Linked DNA regions of Hordeum vulgare: region 2 is linked to region 1. The links are chromatin contacts, called in public Hi-C maps. All regions are on one chromosome and are shown on one strand. Each heading gives the region's core, a stretch centred on a gene start, on an enhancer-like site or on the middle of the called end of the contact. The rest is flanking DNA. Distances are from core to core; before and after follow the strand shown. Region 1 has its middle 130 kb from the start of LOC123426631. Region 2 holds the start of LOC123407872.

Region 1 (4,912 bases), core at 1,924-4,423:
TCACTTTTTAGGTTTTCAATAGCAAACAAACTCCAATTGACCTCAAACTTTTTGGAGACTTTTTACAAACCAAAAGAAGACCAACGAGCATGGGAAGAAGGCTGGAGGCCACCCGAGGGCCCCACAAGCCAACCCGACATGGCCTGGGGGTTCGCGCCCTGATGGCTTGTGGGCCCCTCGAGGCCCTCCGGACTCCATTCTCTGGCTTATAAATTCTCATATATCCTAAAAACCCTAGATGCGTTCCCAAAACACTTTTTACGCTGCTGCAAGTCTCTGTTCTAATGCGAGGCCATCTGGAGCTCCGTTCTGGCACCCTGCCGGAAGGGGATCTATGATGGAGGGCCTCTTCATCAACCTTGTTGCCCTCATCATGTTGTGTGGGTAGTTCACTACAAACCTACGGGTCCATAGCTAGTACCTAGATGTCAATTCTCTCTCTCTTAATCATCAATACAATGATCATTGCATCTTCGCTTTGTTCCATATGATGTAATCCTTTTGTGCGCTGTGTTTGCTGAGATCCGATGAATTGTGGGTTTATGTTCAGATTATTCATGATAAATATTTGAGTCTTCTCTAAATACTAATATGATTCTTATGTGCATGGTTGTGATAGCTTCGTAATTCTCTCCGATCTATTGAAATAGTTTGGCCAACTAGACTGATATTTCTTTGGTGAGAGTGGTGCGTTGTAGTAGGTTCAACCTGGAAAATTTATATATCCCGGTGATATAAGGGGACAAAGTGTGTCTTTGTGTTTCTGCTACTAAGGATTACACTATGCGGTTTAATCATATTGCTTGAGTTTACTTTGTCTGCATCATGACATCGCTCTCCATGCATTAGTCGGCTTTACTTAATACTGTAGATGCATGTTGGATAGCGGTCGATGAGTGGAGTAACAGTAATAGGTGCAGGTAAGAGTCGGCCATTTGTTTATGGACGTGATACCTATATACACATGATCATTGCCATGAATATCACATAACTATCCTATTTTCTATCAATTGCCCAACAATAATTTGTATACCCACCATATGTTGTTCTTCATGAGAGATGCCATTAGGGAAAACTATGGGCCCCGGGTCTATTCACCATATATTTACAAAACCTTCAATACCTTGCTGTCATTTATTTGTTTTCATTTTATTTTTGAATTTGCAATTATCTACACATCTCACTTGCTTGCAAACAACGAGACCAAGGGGATTGGCAATCCTCTTGCCCGCATTGGGTGCAAGTTATTTGTTCTTTTGTGTGCAGACGCTGAAGACGGTTGTTGTTGATATTACTATGTGTTTGATAAAACTTGGTTTCATAACTGAGGGAAATACTTACCCACATTATGCTGCGATAACTCATTCCTCTTCACGGGAAACCCAATGCAAATCACAAGTATGACGAAGGATTTCTAGCGTCGTTGTCGGGGAATATCATCACCAACTGCCAATAAACTTCACATAAATTTTCATTCACTTATTCCTCTTTTTTGTTTGATGGTATATTTAGTTTGTATCAGAAAAATAAAAATACAAAAATATTTACCTTTGCTTGCTTAGCTTGTCACTAGTTTGCATCTTCACTCTCTAGTTTATTTGTCCGGCTTGTTACTTTGCTTGCTCGGTCACCATGTCTCAAGAAACTACTAAGTTGTGTGAGTTCTCAAATACTAATAAAATGATTTTCTTAGTACTCCTATACCACCCGCCACTAGTGCGGAGGCTTTTAATATTGATGTTGCATTGGTGAATCTTGACATGAAAGATCAATTTTTGGGAAGTCATGATGAGGATCCCACTTCACATCTTAATACCATTGTTGAACTTTGTGATTTGCAAAAGAAAAAGGATATGAATAGTGATATAGTGAAATTAAATTGTTTCCGTTTTCACTAAGAGACAAAGCTAAAGCTCGGTTTTCATCTTTACCACGCAATAGTATTGGAACATGGAATAAGTGTAAAGATGCTTTTATTGCCAATTATTTTCCTCCTGCTAAAATCATCTCCCTTAGAAATCAACTAATGAATTTTAAACAGTGTGATCAAGAACATGTTGCACAACCATGGGAGAGAATGAAATTGATGATAAGGAATGGCCTCACTCATGGTCTAAACTTGTGGATGATTATCCAAAACTTCTATGATGGACTAAACTTTGTGTCAAGAAATCTTCTAGATTCTGCTGCAGGTGGTACCTTTATGGACGTGGCCTTAGGAGAGGCCACAAAAAGTCTGGATAACATTATGACCAATTATTCTCAATGGCATACCGAGAGATCTCCAATTGGTAAGAAGGTAAATTTTGTTGAGGAAACCGCTACTTGGAGTGAAAAAGTGGATGCTCTTATGAATTTGGTTGCTAATGAAAATACTCATGTTGATCCTAATGATATGCCCTTGTCTACTTTGATTGAGCAAAATTATAATGCCAGTAGGGTCACTCGGGATCACTAATCCACCTATACTAAGCATTTGATATGCAATAGGGTATAATAGAAGTTTCATAAAAATAGGCTATGCATCAGAATAGGAGCTATCTACAACAGTAGCAAAATCTAATGCAAGCAGGAGGGAAAAAGAATGGGCGATAAAGGGATGATCAAGGGGGTTTGCTTGTGTGGTTTCTGTGCACACAGATACAGACCATTGACGGTGAAGTAATCGATCACCAGATCAACTTCGGTCTCGGGCTCTACCGGAAAGAAGTAACGAAAGGCGAAACAAATAAATAACGGAGAAATCAAATGCAACACAAATGCAATGGCATGGCAATTTCTCTGGGTGACATGCTCTAATGCATCCCTAAGCAATTTTAAAAGAAGGGGGAAATATCCGACAATATTTTCCCGGCTCCAGGTATTTTTAGGACAGATGATCCTAATGCCAAATGTCCATGTTCATTATGTTAGAGGGGTATCACGGATATGTGTAAGGCATAATCAGATTCGTTATATTTTTCTGGTCATTTTTCATATATAAATCATTTTAATTGGTGTTATGAATTACTTTTAAATGATTTTCAAAGTTTTAATGATTTTTTGAAGAAAAAAAATATTATTTCGAAATTAAATGGAAATTGCTAGGTACACCCGGTGTAGTGCACTCACACGTGCACCACAGACTGACTAGTGGGGCCTGGGGCTGGCAGAGTTAGCAGGTTAGAGTTGACCTGTTGACCGGTCATCGGGGTCAACTAGGTCCACTTGGACCCAGCTGCGAGTGAGCCATAGGAGGGCCAGCCGGCTCTGGTCCTAGCTAGGCTCGGCATCATGGGGAGTGACGGCGGACGGGGCCAGGCGCCGGCGGGCACGAGGCAGCGGTGGTGGCCAAGCGAGCGGGCGGAGGCGGCTAACGGCAGGCGAATACGGCGGGGCAGAGTAGCTGCCGCGCAACAGCAACGCAGTGGCGCGGCAGTAGTAGAGCAGCAGTAGACGCAAGGAGCAACAAGCGAGGCGCAGCAACAGCGGCATCGGAGCAGCAGCACAACATCGACGGGAGTAGCAGCTCACTGTAGGTGCAGCGGTCGTGCATGCGGACGGCGCGGGGGAGCACATGCAGCGGCGGGGCACACACAGATGGCACGGACGGCTGCAGCGAGCGGGTGAGGGGGCGCATTCGAGCGGAGCTATAGCCGAGCTTGGAGCAGTGGCTATGAGGGAAAATCGAGGAGGGGAGAGGGGAATGGAGAGTGGGGCTCACGGGGAGCTCAAAGGCGAGGTCGGGGAGGCCGGCGACGTCCTGGAGGAGCAGCACGATGGCGAGGTAGTGGGGCGTCCGACAACGTGGTGGAGCTCGATGGCGAGGATTTAGTTCGGCTCTAGTCGATTTGATGCCCGCAGTCGGCATAGTTGACATCGGGGAAGCCTATGGGCACCATGAGGAGGTGTCGGAGGCTTGATGGTCGCGGGATCGGTGATGACGTGGTGACGACGACGCGGCTGTGTGTGTGGGGAAGCGAGCAACGACGCAAGGAAGGAACTAGGAGAGGGCTAGGGTTTGGGGAGGGAGAGAGAGAGCAGGGGGAACGACCTTATCCTCGGCGGGAATCGCCGGACGGCTGACACAAGGAGATCGGGCGAGTGGACGGCACGCACGCGTGCAGGCCATGGCTCTGCCTCCTCTTGTTGCAAGAGGTGGGAGAAAGGACGTGGCCAGTGGGTTGTGTTGCACTGTGGCCACTAGGGTCGAGTGTAGCAGTAGGTCCTTTCTCTTTTTCACTATTATTTTATTTTTTGTTTTTTTTTCAACGGTAGTCTTGTATTTTATTTAGCCTACAAATGACCTTTGTAAAATACGGGACTTAGCCACATAAATAGTGTGCAATATTTAATGTTGTCACAAAAAGTTTTGGAGACATTTGAAGTTGTTTGAATTTTTCATAATTTAGAAAAGCATTTTAAAATGCCTTTTGGCATTTTTTAAATATTCTAGGGCAATTATTACACTTTATAGAAATTTTGGTTCACCACCATAATTAACTATGGAATATTTGCAACATTACGACATTTTTTTATTATGTTTGAAGAAATAATAATTTAACTTTAGTTTAAATTTCAAATTTGATTTTGATTTTATTAAGTGAAAATCTGGCTTAGTTCAACTTGATGACATGGCACCATTAGGGGGGGCATTACTGTAGCATGAATTCAGGGGTGTCACAACTCTCCACCACTAAAAGAAATTCTCGTCCCGAGAATTGAGAGGTAGAGGTAAGGGGGAAACGTTTGGTTACGAAATTCTAACGAGTGTTCTTGTACTTGGTTGCTCTTCTCAAAGAAGTTGATCCCTTTCGTTAGTGTCTTCAATTCTCTCTTCAAGGTCATCCGGATGAAGTAGTCATCCTTCCTTCGGGGTCTTTATCATCCCATGGATGCGATAAGAGGGAAAACTCTAGAAGGATGTAGCAAC
Region 2 (5,245 bases), core at 1,751-4,250, 300 kb before region 1:
TTGCCCGACAAATTGCACTTAAGAACCTCAAGTTCTTTAGCTATGCATATTATCTAATGAGCCTGTTCCAATACGAAACGGTTGTCAACCATTTTGTAATCGTGGAACTGCTCCATAACATACATCTCACTCCCAGCATCAGTGGCCCCGAATTTAGATTCGAACGCCTCCCACAGCTCTTTGGCAACATGAATATGTAAATATGCATCAACCAGCTTATCTCCGATCACGCTTATAACTGCTCCAAGGAATAGGACGGTGGCCTCCGCGAACATCTTCTGATGTTCAGCAGAGATCGTTCCCGTGGGAGTGACACTTGCTACCCAGAACACGTTCATAGCCATGAGTCATAAGGCGGTTTTCGTTTGCCAACGCTTGAAATAAGTACCGGTAAACTTATCCGGTTTCAGTGCAGCAACAAAACCATTACTCGAAAAATTCCTACACAAATTAGTTTTTTGGATTGTTGAGTAAACAGGCGATTTTCCGAGTAAATTAATCCACGAGATAATCACTAGCATGGCATTGACTAGACTAATGACATACTGATCATGAACTAATCTAGCACATACTACGCATATAGTTGATACATCTATGCATGCAAGTAGTACTGCTAGGATTGAAATGGAAAGGAGTGGGATAAACAAATTATACCGTAGCAGATGATGTCGCCTTCTTGTCGGCTTCAAGGGCGAGATGATCGGCCTCGGATGGTTCAGCCATGGCGATGACGAGGACGACATGGACGTAGACGAAGCAGACGGACGGAGGTGAGCGGAGAGGCTGGGTTTCGGAGCCCTGCTCTCTCGTCGACCGTGTACGCGGTGAATGGGACGGAGTCGCCAGCGGCAGCAGCAGCAAAGGAACGAGCGCGTGAGGCAGATGTGATCATTATCTCATGAGCCTGTTCCAATACAGAACGGTTGTCAACCATTTTGTAATCGTGGAACTGCCCCATAACATACATCTCACTCCCAGCATCAGTGGCCCCGAATTTAGATTCGAGCGCCTCCCACATCTCTTTGGCAACATGCATATGCAAATATGCATCAACCAGCTTATCTCCGATCACGCTTATAACTGCTCCAAGGAATAGGACGGTGGCCTCCGCCAACATCTTCTGATGTTCAGCAGAGATCGTTCCCGTGGGAGTGACACCGGCTACGCAGAACACGTTCATAGCTATGAGTCATAAGGCGGTTTTCGTTTGCCAACGCTTGAAATAAGTACCGGTAGACTTCTCCGGTTTCAGTGTAGCAGCAAAACCATTACTCGAAAAATTCCTACACAAATTAGTTTTTTGGATTGTTGAGTAAATAAGCGATTTTCCAAGTAAATTAATCCATGAGATAATCACTAGCATGGCATTGACTAGACTAATGACATACTGATCATGACTAATCTAGCACATACTACGCATATAGTTGATACATCTATGCATGCAAGTAGTACTGCTAGGATTGAAACGGAAAGGAGTGGGATAAACAAATTATACCGTAGAAGATGCTGCCGCCTTCTTGTCGGCTTCAAGGGCGAGACGATCGGCCTCGAATGGTTCAGCCATGGCGATGACGAGGACGACGTGGATGTAGACGAAGCAGACGGACGGAGGTGAGCGGAGAGGCTGGGTTTCGGAGGCCTGCTCTCCCGTCGACTGTGTACGCGGTGAACGGGACGGAGTCGCCGGCGGCAGCAGCAGCAAAGGAACGAGCGCGAGAGGCAGATGTGATCATTATCTCATGAGCCTGTTCCAATACAGAACAGTTGTCAACCATTTTGTAATCATGGAACTGCTCCATAACATACATCTCACTCCCAGCATCAGTGACCCCGAATTTAGATTTGAGCGCCTCCCACAGCTCTTTGGCAACATGCATATGTAAATATGCATCAACCAGCTTATCTCCGATCACGCTTATAACTACTCCAAGGAATAGGATGGTGGCCAACGCTTGAAATAAGTACCAATAAACTTATCCGGTTTCAGTGCAACAGCAAAACCATTACTCAAAAAATCCTACACAAATTAGTTTTTTGGATTGTTGAGTAAATAGGCGATTTTTTGAGTAAATTAATCCACGAGCGCGGTGAACGGGACGGAGTCGCCCGCGGCAGCAGCAGCAAAGGAACGATCGCGTGAGGCAGATGTGATCTGATTCTCGTGATGGCTAGGGTTGGTGTTAGCCCTACTTATATAGGCGGCCGGGTGGAGAGACGTGGGAGCTCGGCTCATTCCCGCAACCTACGTCGTGACGAGGCGTGGCGGGCGGCGAGGGAGGAGTGCGCGAGGGCTTCTTCCCTTTTCACTCTCCAATAGCATATAGAATAGAGACCCTTATAAAGGATCAAACTTTTTCTCCACTAACGGAGTGGGACTAAACTTTTCACCACCACCTTGTCATGCCCTCACCTACATGGACCTTTGGAGATTTTTGAAATTATCTTATGGGCCTAAGGCCCGCTACTAATTTCAACACAAGTAATGAAGTGTCCTGGAATCCAGTAACCCCGATCGTGCCTCTGAACTACGCAGTCTGTACTGCCGAGCTCAAAGGTAACAGGATGTAAAACCTGTTCTGCCTAACCAAGCAGTGTTCTGGACATTGCACAGATCTGCCTAAATCTCTCGGCACATGGGGAGCACCCATCGTTCTGCAGCACAAAGAAAAGTTACATGCCATGCCACCGGGCTGGCCTCCACTGAGATCTACTAAAGGAAAGACCAAAAGGCAGCAGCGTGGAGTGGGAGAGGGGACAGGAGCGGGCATACGGCTAGGAAAAAATGATGGGGGCATGGCTACGCGTGGTGCTCATTTCGAGACAATTATGCTGTGCTGGTCCGTCGCACGGAAGAAAAAGGCCTGCAGGCTGGTGAGCCAAATCAGCCGCCCACCGGAGCGCAGAGTCGGCCAAATGACCTGCTGATAATTCCGTCTCACTGCTGGTTCGTTTGGTGCCATACTCCCAGGTATCTATCCATCCGTGTATCTAGTGATCTATGGATGCCTGTGTGTATTTATAGCGAGCTCGAGGGCGGTAGGAAGAAGACAACCGCGCCAATGCTGGTGCGCGCGCGCACATACTGACTGACGCCTTGGAAGAGTATTAAGCTTCTTCCTCTTCTTCTTCTGATCCTAGGCTGCTACGAAACTCAGGGCAGCCCTGCTCGTCGATGGCTTCTTGCTGCTGCCCAATCATTGCCTCCTTCGTCTCTTTCCTCCTCGTCTTCCCCGCCCTCGTCTCCTCCGCGACGACGGGCAATGGCAATGGCAGCACGACGGCGCTCCGCTTCGGCGAGGAGCAGCTCGGGCTCCGGCGGATGAGGGCCCAGCTCGCCAGGGTCAGGGAAGCCACTGTCAAGACGATCCAGGCACGTACACCAGACATTCTTCTCGTTCGTCACATCGTACGTGAAATTTGTCCCTTTTTTGCCAGGTAGTAACTGGTTTTGATCATTTCGCAGAGCCCTGACGGCGACGTCATAGACTGCGTGCCCTCTCACCTGCAGCCCGCGTTCGACCATCCCAGCCTCAGAGGCCAGAGACCAGAGGTACGTTAGTGTTGTTCTGAATTCTGATTGACTGACAGTGACTGACCGGCTGCAATGTGCATCGTGTTCTCGCGTATGCCCTTGAGGTGATCGCTAATGGTTGTTGAGCCGCTGCAGGACGAACCTGCGGCAAGGCCAGGGAATGCCGACGCCGTGGAAGACGACGAGGAGGAGGAGGTCTTGCCGCAGACGTGGAGGAGCTCCGGCGAGTGGTGCCCGAAGGGGACCATACCGGTGAGGCGGACGACGGAGGGCGATCTGCTCAGGGCCAGTTCCGTTCGGAGGTTCGGGATGAAGCCCAAGAGTGCCGCGGCGCGGCGGGACTCCACCAGCAACGGCCATGAGGTCAGTCACCGGCTCCCCGCCAATGATGACCACTCCTTCGATTCAGTCTCTGTTTAGGAGTATCAGTCAGTCATTTGGACACGTATGCAGACAAAAGGATACGGCCACTGTACTAGTGTACCGGATACTGAATGTCATTGTGGTGGTATGCAGCACGCGGTGGGGTACGTGACCGGCGGGCAGTTCTACGGCGCGAAGGCGAGCCTGAACGTGTGGCCGGCGCAGGTGTCGTCGCCGGCGGAGTTCAGCCTGTCCCAGATCTGGGTCATCTCCGGCTCCTTCGGCAACGACCTCAACACCATCGAGGCCGGGTGGCAGGTCAGCCCCGAGCTATACGGGGACAACAGCCCGAGGTTCTTCACCTACTGGACCGTAAGCTCTCTAAACGATGTCGTCTAAAAGTTCAGTCATCTTCAACTGTTTGTCCATGAAAATCCATGTATGTATGCGATGCAGAGCGACGCGTACCAGGAGACGGGGTGCTACAACCTGCACTGCGCGGGGTTCGTGCAGATCAACGGCCGCGTGGTGATCGGCGCCGCCATCACGCCGGTGTCGGCCTACGGCGGCCGGCAGTTCGACATCACGCTCATGATCTGGAAGGACCCCAAGAAGGGCAACTGGTGGCTGCAGCTGGGCCCGTCGGGCGCGCTGGTGGGGTACTGGCCGTCCTCCCTCTTCACCCACCTGGGCGCGCGCGGCCGCGGCGGCGCCGACATGGTGCAGTTCGGTGGCGAGGCGGTGAACACGCGGCCCTCGGGGTCGCACACGCCCACGCAGATGGGCAGCGGCCGGTTCCCGGGGGAAGGGTACGGCCGCGCGGCATATTTCCGCAACTTGCAGGTCGTGGACTGGGACAACAACCTCATCCCGGCGGCAGGGCTCCGGCTCCTCGCCGACCACCCGGGGTGCTACGACATCGCCGGCGGCCAGGGCGGCGCGTGGGGCAGCTACTTTTACTACGGCGGTCCAGGCAGGAACGTCCGGTGCCCCTAGGACTAGGACGGAACCAATACTGCTTACTCACGCCACAGATGCTAATTCCAGCAAAATTAATACTGTACTACACCACAAAAGACTTTTATTTGCATGCATGCCTGTTTGTTTTCTTTAACATAAAAAAGCATTCACATTGACCCAAACAAAGCCTTCCCTTGCTCTGCTCCAGCTACTCTTCTTCCTCTATTCTACTCCCTCTGGTCCTAAATATAAATCTTTTTAAACATTTCACCAAACACTACGTACGAATGTGTATAAACATATTTTAGAATGTAGATTTATTTATTTTATTTCGTATGTAATCCGTAGTAAAATATCTAAGAAACTTCTATTTAGAAATGACGGGAGTAG

What was found. A called contact is a pair of places that touch in the nucleus more often than the background predicts.
Region 2: a contact with region 1 is called in a Hi-C map of seedling, with 2.1 times the contacts expected there. The contact joins the promoter of LOC123407872 here to the enhancer-like site in region 1. A contact is called at or near these places in 2 of 6 Hi-C or Micro-C datasets (leaf and seedling).

The regions. Positions count from the first base shown.
Region 1 is chr1H:114,525,227-114,530,138 of MorexV3_pseudomolecules_assembly, reverse strand. No RefSeq gene overlaps it. Among protein-coding and RNA genes, the nearest start is that of LOC123426631, 130 kb to the left of the region's middle. Within about 2 kb of position 3,173, at least 3 of the 3 cell types and tissues checked have open chromatin away from gene starts, as enhancers often do. A contact at or near this core is called in leaf and seedling, where this site is marked.
Region 2 is chr1H:114,823,056-114,828,300 of MorexV3_pseudomolecules_assembly, reverse strand. It overlaps LOC123407872, which reads left to right and starts at 3,000. Exons shown (of 5, transcript XM_045101112.1): 1 at 3,000-3,370; 2 at 3,464-3,550; 3 at 3,668-3,895; 4 at 4,049-4,267; 5 at 4,352-5,245. The coding sequence starts at 3,173. The coding sequence ends at 4,891.